2 separate regions of the Sus scrofa genome follow, and region 2 is linked to region 1. A link is a contact called in public HiChIP or PLAC-seq data. All regions are on one chromosome and are shown on one strand. The core of a region is the stretch at or near the end of the contact, and the rest is flanking DNA. Distances in the headings are between cores, read along the strand shown.

Region 1 (5,391 bases), core at 822-3,321:
GCTGACAAGTGCATGAAGCAACCACACATACACATGTTTCATGATAAAACAAGAAATCAGAGATAAAAGAAGAAAAAAAGCCAACTGCGTATTATGAGTGAACAATCTCTCAGTTGGTTTGAAGGTTACCCTTCCCAGGCTGAAGGAAGTAAGAAAGAGAAATTATTTTTGGTAAATGCCAAAAAGGATACAATGACAGATTAGACTCTTGGCCCAGTGATTTTATTAGCAGCTGATACCTATTAAGCCCATACAATACTAAAGAGGTAATTAAATATAGGTGGCCTTTTACTGAATGCATTACTGAAATGTTGACAGCAAAAATTGATTTCTCTACTGCACCTCTCCTATCCAAAGTGCTGCCCAAAAAAATCAGGAGATAAGATTTTAAACGACCAGCGCAGACAGAATTGGCCAGGGGGAAGGGGGAATTCCTGTCCCAAAGCGTAATCATTTCACTCAAAGAATCTCTAAAAGCCTCACTCGGAGGCTTTTTCCTCTTGAACACAATTTAACTAACACTATGATTGACTGTTTCAGCTCCACTGCCTTTTGGAAACAACGAATAGATTTTTTTTAAAGGGAGGTAGCCATAAAAAAGCATGCTTCTAACAACAATAGTAATGAAGAGTGACGTATTTTTTAAGTATTTAAATTTAAAAACATTAAATGTAGTGTCAGAGTCCTTCTAAACGACATAGTGCAACATAATTGCAGCACCAAAATAATACAACACTGAATAATCTAACAAGAGTTATTAAGATATTTGAGAATTAAACTGCTTTTAAAATGTTCTGTTCAAGAAAGCGGGGAAGTGCATTAACTATTTTTTTGTTTTCTTGTCATGCAAAATTACGCAAAAGAAAAACATCTCAGGGAGTTCCTGCTGTGGCGCAGCTGAAACGAATCTGATTAGGAACCATGAGGTTGCGGGTTTGATCTCTGGCCTCCCTCAGTGGGTCAAGGATCCAGCGTTGCTGTGAGCTGCAGTGTAGGGTGCAGACAAGGCTCGAATCTGGCGTGGCCATGGCTGTGGCTGTGGCTGGCAGCTGCAGCTCCAATTAGACCCCTAGCCTGGGAACCTCCACATGTCATGGGTGTGGCCCTAAAAAGCAAAAACAAAAAACAAAAACATTTTAGGGGAGTTCCCGGCGTGGCGCAGTGGTTAACGAATCCGACTAGGAACCATGAGGTTGTGGGTTCGGTCCCTGCCCTTGCTCAGTGGGTTAACGATCCGGCGTTGCCGTGAGCTGTGGTGTAGGTGGCAGATGCGGCTCGGATCCCGAGTTGCTGTGGCTCTGGCGTAAGCCAGTGGCTACAGCTCCGATTCGACCCCTAGCCTGGGAACCTCCATATGCCGCGGGAGCGGCCCAAAGAAATAGCAAAAAAAAAAAATTTTAGGTAGTCGCAGTTTCTTTGAAATGACCTATCCTCTAGTGATTGTTTAGCTAATGAATTATTTCTCATTTGCTTTAAGAGAATTTTGCTCTGAGACAATAAAAACAGCCCCATTAGTAGTAACCATCTTTAAAATGAAAAATACTGGGGTTCCCGTCATGGCTCAGTGGAGATAAATCTGACAAGCATCCATGAGGACGCAGGTTCAATCTCTGGCCTCACTTAGTGGGTTAAGGATCCAGCATTGCCGTGAGCTGTGGTGTAGGTCCCAGACACAGCTCAGATCCTGAGTTGCTGTGGCTGTGGTGTAGGCCAGCAGCTATGGCTCTGATTTGACCCCTAGCCTGGGAACCTCCATATACCACAGGAGCGGCCCTAAAAAGACAAAAAAAATTAAATTAAAATGAGAAATACTAATTTGAACAGGAAATACTAATTTTCTTATGGAATAGGAATGCTTTAAGTAGCTTTACTTGCAATAGTCAAAAGGTAAAAATAACCCAAATCTCCATTGACGGATAAAGAGATGAGCAAAATGTGGTCTATAAATACAATAGAATACTATTTAGCTTTTTTTTTTTCCTTTTTAGGGCCACCCTTGCAGCATACGGAACTTCCCAGGCCAGGGGTCGAATCAGAGCTGCAGCCATTGCCCAAGTCACAGCCACAGCAAAACCAGAGCCAAGCCTCACATGTGACCTACGCCCCACAGCTTGTGGCAACACTGGATTCACAAGCAAGGATCCACCGAACGGGGATCAAACCTGCATCCTCCCAGAGACAACACTGAGTCCTTAACCCACTGAGCCACAATGGGAACTCCCTATTTTTCAGCTTAAAAAAGAAGGTTTGCCCTATGCTACCACACGGCTGACCCTTGGGGACATTACGCTAAGTGAAATAAGCCAATCGGAAAAAGACAAATACTGTATGATTCCACCTAGACGAGGCTCCTGGAGTTTTCAAACTCATAGAGACAGAAAGTCGAATGATGGCTGCCAGAAGCTGGGGGGCAGGCAGAGTGGTGAGTCACTGTTTAGCGGGGGCAGAGTTTCAGCTTTGCAAGGTGAAAACGTTCTATGGATGCATGAGGGCGATGGCACATGACGACAGGAATGTACTTAATGCCACACTGAACTAGACACTTAGACGTGGTGGACCTGGTCCTTTTTATACTACGTGTTCTCTCATCACAACTGGAAAAAAAAAATGCTTTTTAAAATGGTGACAAAATACAAACACGATTTCAGAATTTAGAATTTCTCAGAATAACAGAAAACACTACTCCTCCAGGCGGGAAGCTTACGTGAAGAAGGGGACAACTTCGGGGAGGCGCACAGGGACCGAGAGCACATCCCCACCCTTCACGGTCTCAGGCAGCTCTGTGACCAAGTGCCACTGGGTCGCACTCACCTCACCTAACAGTGCTCTCGAGCTGCACCCATTTTCGATTCCACACGTACGCTCTCACTCAGCACACCGCCAACCACGTGTGCTTGATACACCTGCACGTCATAAAGGCTGAGAAGAAGACTGGATAGCAGTGTCCAGAACTGCATGAATGACAGTTGACCAAAAAAATGTCATCATGGCAGGGCTTCTGCTTATCAATCTCAGGGAGCAGAAAGGAAGGGAGGAGACACAGAGCCCGATGGTTAAATTCTAGAGCGATGTCAGAAGAAGCACGGCCAGAGATGACCGCAGGAACGGGGTCCCCAGCATGCAGAGGAGCCCAAAGGAGACACAGCCCCCACCCACCCCAGGGCGGGGCAGGCGAAGGGCAGCTGCTCAGGTGCTGGGAAGGGGTGGGAGCCCTGCGGAGTAAGAGGGCAACAGCGGCTCGGAAGCTTTCACTGTGAGGCTCTAGCGGAAAGGGCCCTGCCCTAAAGCCCAGGATTAAGGTTTGCTTTTGTTTTTTGTTTTTTAAGAGCATCTCAAGGTTTTATTTTTAAAATTTTTAATTATAGTTGATTTACAAGGTTCTGTCCATTTCTGCTGTACAGCAAAGCAACCCAGTTATGCATATATACACGGTCTTTTTTTTTTTTTCACATTATCTTCCAGCATGTTCCATCACAAAAGATTAGATACAGTTCCCTGTGCCGTACAGCAGGCTCTCATTGCCTATCCACTCCAAATGCACTAGTTTGCATTTACTAACCTCAAACTCCCACTCCACCCTTTCCCCCTAAGTATTTTAAATGTATCACTAACTTGTTGCTGGACTAAAGTCGAGCAGCTGATGACAATCACTCAGCTGCCAGCTCATGGACAGTCTCTGTCACATTGTAATCAGAGGAAGCCTAGTTGCTAGTGATTCAGGGATCTGACAAGTGCTACAAAATGAGTAATTGTCCCCAATTTTTTTTTTTTGGCAAAGAATTTGAGTCCAAGAGCCGGAAGGGCTCACTCACATGAGTATACTGGAGTTAGAGGAGGAAGGAGGCTTTCTGTAAGTGGAGCGGGAGGCAGGGAAAAAAGCATAACAGCCAACTAGGACTCCAGGGTCTCCTGTGTCACCGGAGCTCTACGGCCATTCCAGGTTTACTACCAAGACTGAAACAACGCACTCTTGTGAGCTGATGACAGAACCACTGACCCTCAACCATAAAAGAAGTGTTATCTGCTGGAAAGTCTTTCATAATAAAAATGACTCATCACGAATTTTTTCCAAGATTTTTACCTTTGCAAGAAACTCCTGAAATCAAATATACTGTGAAAGTCTGAAAACTTACCTTAATCCTAAGCATCAATTAATTAGATTCTTTCATTATATATTTTGAAAATAGCAAATAAAAACATTAGGGAAGTTAATATTACCCACCTTCAAAGTAAAGAGGATACAATGCTTTTACAATTTACCCAGCACTTGCACATATATTATAGATTTGGTCTCTTTTTCTTTCTTTGTTCTTTGTTTTTTGTCTTTTTACGGCTGAACCCGCAGCAAATGGAGAATCCCAGGCTAGGGTGTAGCTGCCAGCCTACACCACAGGCACAGCAACATGGGATCCAAGCCACATCTGCGACCTACACCACAGCTCACGGCAACACCAGATCCCTAACCCACTGACCAAGGCCAGGGATCGAACCTGCATCCTCATGGATCCTAGCCGGTTCATTGACCACTGAGCCACAAAGGGAACTCCCTGTTTGGAGGAATTTTAAATTCAGCTTTGTCATCTTTTGGATAAACTCAAAACTTTAAATTTCAAATGAAGCCTGTAGGTTTAAGAGGGAAGCAGACAATTCATTACGCTTTTCTGTCTGGGAAAGCTTCTTCTCAACAGACACGCTGCACAAATACTTTTTGTGCATCCACCAGGTGCCAGGAATAGTTCTGAGCAGTGGGCAAACAGCAGTCAACACTGCCAAAATCCCTGCCCTCCAGAGCTTACATTCTAGTGGGGCGACCTAAACAAAACCAAAGGGGAAAATACATAGTATGTTAGATGGTGGTAGGTGCTGAAGAGAAGAATCAAGTGGAACGAGGAAGTAAGAAGCATGGAGCAGGGGAGTGCACCTGTGAACAGGATGACCTGGGCAAAGTCGCCAATAAAGTGACAAAGAATGAAGCGCTGAAGGAAGGAAGAAAGGAAGTCCTGGGAACATCTGGGAGGGCGGGGCCTCCCCTCCCCCCACCCGGGATGGAGCCCAGAGTTGGGGGGGCATGGTGGGGACACCAGTGAACCTGTGGGGAGGTGGCAGCCTCTCCAGCATAGGAAGCAAGGCAGTGGACAGGCGCACAGATGCAGACAACGTAACGGAGGGGCTGGTGCGCACACACACGGCCAAGTGCCCTTCTGATTGCCTGCAAGTGCCTGTGGCTGGGAGGAGGTGGAGGGACAGACACACAGAGAGTGGGAATGTGACGGCACTTGAGAAATGTAGAGTGAGTGCCGGGTGATCATGAATGAAAAGTGAGATGGCTGGGATGGCCGTCGTGCGCATAGACGCCTCCGAGAAGGCACGCGCGTTTCACCGCGCTTACTT
Region 2 (5,391 bases), core at 1,601-4,100, 150 kb after region 1:
GTTGTCTGCAGGGGCCCCAAGATTCCCCTCCCTTTTCATCTCACTGGCCTGCTGTTTGGTGCAGAGATAGAAAGGCAGCGTTACTTCCACCCCGCCTGCAGATCCCCTAGGCCTGTAGGGTAGACAAGGTACATTTTCCATCACCGCTCTGTACACTTGGGAAAGCATCAAGTCAAACCAAACCTTTGATGCAGTGAAACGTTGGAGAGAGCTGAAGGCACTGTCTTTTGTCCTCTAGTGAGTATGTGAGGAAGACAGAACTCAAGGCACTGATAAAAAAAAAAAAAAAAAAAAAAGCCGTGGGAGTTCCTGCTGTGGCACAGCGGGTTAAGAACCTGACTGCAGTGGCTCAGGTGCTTGCATCTTTGATCCCTGGCCCAGCACAGTGGGTTAAAGGACCTGAGGTTGACTCATCTGTGGCTCAGATTCAATCTCTGGCCTGGAGAACTTCCATATGCTGGGGGTGAAGCCATTTTAAAAAAAACCAAAACAGAAAAACACACCATGGACCTAGAGGTTATGCTTGCCCTAAATCACGTGGCTTATGAGTAATGGAGCCAGGACCAGACCGTGCCGCCTTATTCCCAGTTCTGCGCTCCGTTCATGACGTCGTGCAGTGTCTCCCCTTGGCAGGGAGCCCTGCTCCTGAACTGGACATTTCAGCTTTCTGTGCACCACGTGTACACAACACTTCAGTGAATGTTAAATATTATTTAGATTCGACAGGCAACTCTCACTGACCAGGCATCCCCACCCCTACCCCAGTCCCGAACTAAAATAAAATAATCAAAACAAAGCCACTGATGAAAACAAATGAGCAAAACCATCAACCACACTCCCAGAGGATCTGCAGAGTATCAGGAACAGGATGGAGGGCTGGAGAGTCACTGAGGCTGCCTTTAGATCCGTGCTCTGCCACTTACCTGCTTAGGGCCCTTGGCAACTGAGTCCTCTCTCCCTTCACTTCCTCATGTAGAAAATAAACGAAGAGTTGTGTGTGTTGAGAGAGTTCAATGAATTCTGGTACACAAGCCAAATATTCAGTTGACTTTAGCTTTTTGTGTGAGTATGTGTTTTTTAGGCTGCACCCGCAGCACATGGGAGTTCCCAGGCTAGGGGTCTAATTGGAGCTGTAGCTGCCGGCCTACACCACAGCCACAGCAACTCGGGATCCGAGCCTCGTCTGCAACCTGCACCACAGCTCGTGGCAACGCCGAATCCCTGACCCACTGATCGAGGCCAGGGATCAAACCTGTATCTTCGTGGATACCAGTTGGATTTGTTTCCACAATGGGAACTCCCAATTTTAGTTATTATTGAAGGATTATTTCCATTTTCCGGATTGGACTGTTTACAGTGGTGCAATTCCCTACACCATTAAAAATGTTTCTTTTTACTAGCTATGATCTTTTGACAGATGATTTCGTTAAAGTAAAGCTTATTTCACTTGCTATGCTATATATAGCCACAGAACCTGCTCGTTCCTCTTTTTATGTGTGTGTGTCTCTCTCTTTTGATTTCGCAGTTAAAAACTAGTTTCAGGGCTATTGCTCCACATAAGAGTAAGCCCTTCTGTGCTTTCCACATGTCACAGTTCTGAGGTTCGGAGGCTCAAGGTAGGAAACTCTTTAAAGAGCTGGCGAAGACTCTTATTAATACAGAAAAAGGAAGCCCTGCCTATTTACTTCTCAGAGGAAGCTGTTCTTTAAACAGACTCCCCCAAAGGGAAGCTGGGTCTTGGGGCGTTGCTTGGCTTCGATCACTGTTATTTCCTCCTAAATGGTTCTGTCCCTCTGACCTCTGTCTCCTTTAATACCGATTTATGATGCAAATGCCCCTTGATAGATCAGAGAACTGACAGTGCCTTCTGGCCCTCTGGCTTCTGTATCCCCAAAGAGCTAATAGCAATCACATCTCACTGAGCTCCTGGATTCTCCTTTTCACTGTTGGATGCAGTGGTATTTCTCCTTTCTCTTCATACCTACATTCCCCTAGTCGAGTGGGATTTGCCTGGTCCTTAGACAATGGTTCCATCAGACAGCGTTTACTTTCTTACCTATAAGTGTACAGAATGTCTCTCTCTCTGAGCAAGGGATTAGATCCTTATTTGGAAGAAGTCAGCAAATAGATTCATAGGAGATCTTTGAACTAAGGGGCTTAAGAACATCTACCATTAAGACACAATTTGAAAGTGAAACTTGGCAGAAAGTTTCCTAAAAAAAAAAAAAAAATTAAGTGTGGGTGTTTCCTAGTAGCTCAGAGGGTTAAGGATCCAGTATTGTCACTCCTGTGGCTCTGGTTACAGCTGTGGTACAGGGTCGATCAGTGGCCTAGCAACTTCCCCATGCTGTGGGTGCAGCAAAAAAAAAAAAAAAAAAAAAAAAAAAAAAAAAATTTAAGTGGAGTAGTCAGCAAATTTGACTGTTACCCATGACAACCTTGAGTTTAGTAAAAAAGGAGAATCTCAAAACAGGCGCCTGTCATTTCCTAGGCATGTGACCCCTCCAGGGATTAACAACTGTGATTTGGGTGTTTAGACAGAAACTTGGGCTGGTGTTGCACTACAGCGTCCTGGTAAAACTGCACATCCACAGTCTGGTATATTTCTTTTAAATTCAAACCACATGGAGTGACTTATTAAATAAGCATATGTCATAACATATTTGGGTCACTATCGGGCAAACTGAGAAGTTGGCAGCAGATCTCGTAAAAGTTACTCAATTGTCTGGTAAGCAAGGCGGCCTTTGAAAGCCTGGCCACTTGCCATTTCTTTAAGCCCTTGATGGGAGCAGCTGCAGGACAGATGAGGACTGAGAAAGTTGCTCTTCTTTCCTAAACGGGTGAGGATAGGGCTTGGGGTCAAGCCAGAGATATGTGTCTACACAGCATCTAAGGAGAATGAGGCCCAGCCAGGTCCCACCCTTTGCACCAGTTTGTTGCAGTGATGGGTGCAAAGCCAAATGACTACCCAGGCACCTGGGCCTCAACTCCTTACCTCTGCAGCTTTAAGGGGCACAGGAAGGGCTGTTGGGTTAATTGGGAGCTGGTTCTTGAAACTTTCGTCTTTCCTTACTTCCCTATTTTATAAAAGCAGTCACTTACACATGATAAAAATGATTAAATATCCCCCCAATACACTAATCTATCCCCCTTTCTGGTATCATAGCAGCCAGGAAATACAAAAGTAATTATCGAGACACTGGTCTTTTTTTTTTTTTTCGGACTGCACCTGTGACATATGGAAGTTCCAGGCTAGGGGCTGAATCAGAGCTATAGCTGCTGACCTACACCACAGCCACAGCAACTCGGGATCCGAGCCATGTCTGCACCACAGCTCTCAGCACCACCAGATCCTTAACCCCTGAGTGAGCCCAGGGATCGAGCCCATGTCCTTGTGGATATTAGTTGGGTTCGTTAACCACTGAGCCACAACGGGAACTCCTCTGTTGAGACATCTGGATTTGCAGGTTGATGAGAAGTCTCTCTGCATTTCTGTGATTATTGCGACTGCTCCTGATGACAGTAGGAAAATAGGTCTGTATGTTTAAAGTCAACAGGCCAGACTCTGATCTCATCTGTACAGCTACTGCTATGGCCTTTCCAGTACGTGTAGTGTGGCAGGAAGAAATTAGGAGAGCCTGGGAAGAGAGACACAGCAGAAAGGAGGAAATTGGGAGTTCTCTGGTGGATCAGTGGGTTAAGGATCCAGTGTTGTCACCAATGTGGCTCAAGTTCCCTATCTGGCCTGGGAACTTCCACATGTCATGATGAGGCTAAAAAAAACCCAAAAAAACAAAAAACAAAAAAACAAAAACAAAAACAAATAAAAAAGACATTGTCAGATTTCTCAAATACTCTAGCAGAGTCAGTAAATACAGGATTGAAATGTGCACAGAGCTTTTATTTATTTGTTTATTTAGTTTTGCTTTTTAAAGGCTGTCCCTGTGGCATATAGAAGTTTCCAGGCTAGGAGTCAAATTGGAGTTGCAACTGCCAACCTACACAACACCGGATCCTTAACCCCACTGAGCAGGGTCAGGGATCAAACCCTCATCCTTCTGGACACTAGTCAGGTTCATAACCCGCTGACCCAAGACAGGAACTCCTGCATGGAGCTTTTAAAAACAACTTTATTGAAGGATAATTGGTGTTCCCTAAGCCTCACATACTTAAAGCGCATAGTTTGATAAGTTTTCACACATGTACACCTCTTGAAAGCATCACCACCATCAAGCTAAGAAGCACGCCCATCGCCCTGAAATTTCCCGCTGCTTCTTTGTAACCCGTCTCCTCACCCCCTCATCTGTCCTTCCCAGGCAATTACAGATCAGTCACCATAAATTAGTTTGCATTTTCTAGAATTTTATATACATGAAATCATACAGTGTGTACTCTTTTTTTTTTTTTTTTTCAAACCTGGGTTCCTTATTTTGAGAACTGGCCTAATTAATTGCGATTGACTCATTCATGTTGGAGCGTGTATCAGATAGCTTTGTCTTTGTTTGCTTCTCTCTCTGTCTCCCCACTCCACCCCCTGCCCCTTTCGCTTTTTTGCTGAGTCGTTTTCCGTTGTGGATATACCGTGGTTGTAGATCTCTCTTTATCTCTTCTGTTGGTAGACATTTGGGTTGTTTCTAGTTTTTAGTTTATACAATTAAAGCTCTTTTGAATATTCATGTTCGTATCTTTGTATGAACATGGGTTTTCCTTTTTTTGTGTTCAGGATTTTTTACTTTTTATTTATTTTATTTTATTTTTTATAGTGATTTTAATTTTTTCCATGATAGCTGGTTTACAGTGTTCTGTCAGTTTTCTACGGCACAGCGAGGTGATCCAGTCACACGCACATGTATACATTCTTTTTTCTCACATTCTCCTGCTCCATCACAAGTGACCAGACATAGTTCCCAGTGCTATACAGCATGATCTCACTGCTTATCCATTCCAAAGGCAATAGTTTGCATCTATGAACCCCAAATTCCCAGTCCATCCCACTGCCTATTTTTTTATTTTTTAATCATTTTTAAATTTTTTCCATTATAGTTGGCTTACAGTGTTATGTCAAACATAGGTTTTCTTTTCTTTTTTTTTTTTTGTCTTTTTGCCTTTTCTAGGGCCTCTCCCGCGGCATATGGAGATTCCCAGGCGAGGGGTCTAATCGGTGCCATGGCCACCGGCCTACACCAGAGCCACAGCAACATGGGATCTGAGCTGCGTCTGTGACCTACACCCCACCCAGCTCATGGCAATGCCAATCCTTAACCCGCTGAGCAAGGCCAGGGATGGAACCTGCATTTTTTTTTTTTTTTTTTTTTTTGTCTTTTTGGGTTTTCTTTTCTCCTGGATGACTGCCTAGGCTGGCTCATGTGGGTATGTGTATATTTAACTTTT

What was found. HiChIP or PLAC-seq counts read pairs in DNA pulled down with a chosen protein or histone mark.
Region 2: an H3K27ac HiChIP or PLAC-seq map of alveolar macrophages shows a contact between it and region 1. The contact joins two enhancer-like sites. A contact is called at or near these places in 2 of 47 Hi-C or Micro-C datasets (blood and embryonic fibroblasts) and 1 of 2 datasets of contacts at active chromatin or transcription factors (alveolar macrophages).

What each region holds. Positions count from the first base shown.
Region 1 is chr11:20,811,075-20,816,465 of Sscrofa11.1, forward strand. All of the region lies in intron 1 of LRCH1 (leucine-rich repeat and calponin homology domain-containing protein 1), which reads right to left. Among named protein-coding and RNA genes, the nearest start is that of LRCH1, 93 kb to the right of the region's middle. Within about 2 kb of position 2,072, at least 1 of the 83 cell types and tissues checked has an H3K27ac peak or open chromatin away from gene starts, as enhancers often do. A contact at or near this core is called in alveolar macrophages, where this site is marked.
Region 2 is chr11:20,963,516-20,968,906 of Sscrofa11.1, forward strand. No RefSeq gene overlaps it. Among named protein-coding and RNA genes, the nearest start is that of RUBCNL, 29 kb to the right of the region's middle. Within about 2 kb of position 2,851, at least 32 of the 83 cell types and tissues checked have an H3K27ac peak or open chromatin away from gene starts, as enhancers often do. A contact at or near this core is called in alveolar macrophages, where this site is marked.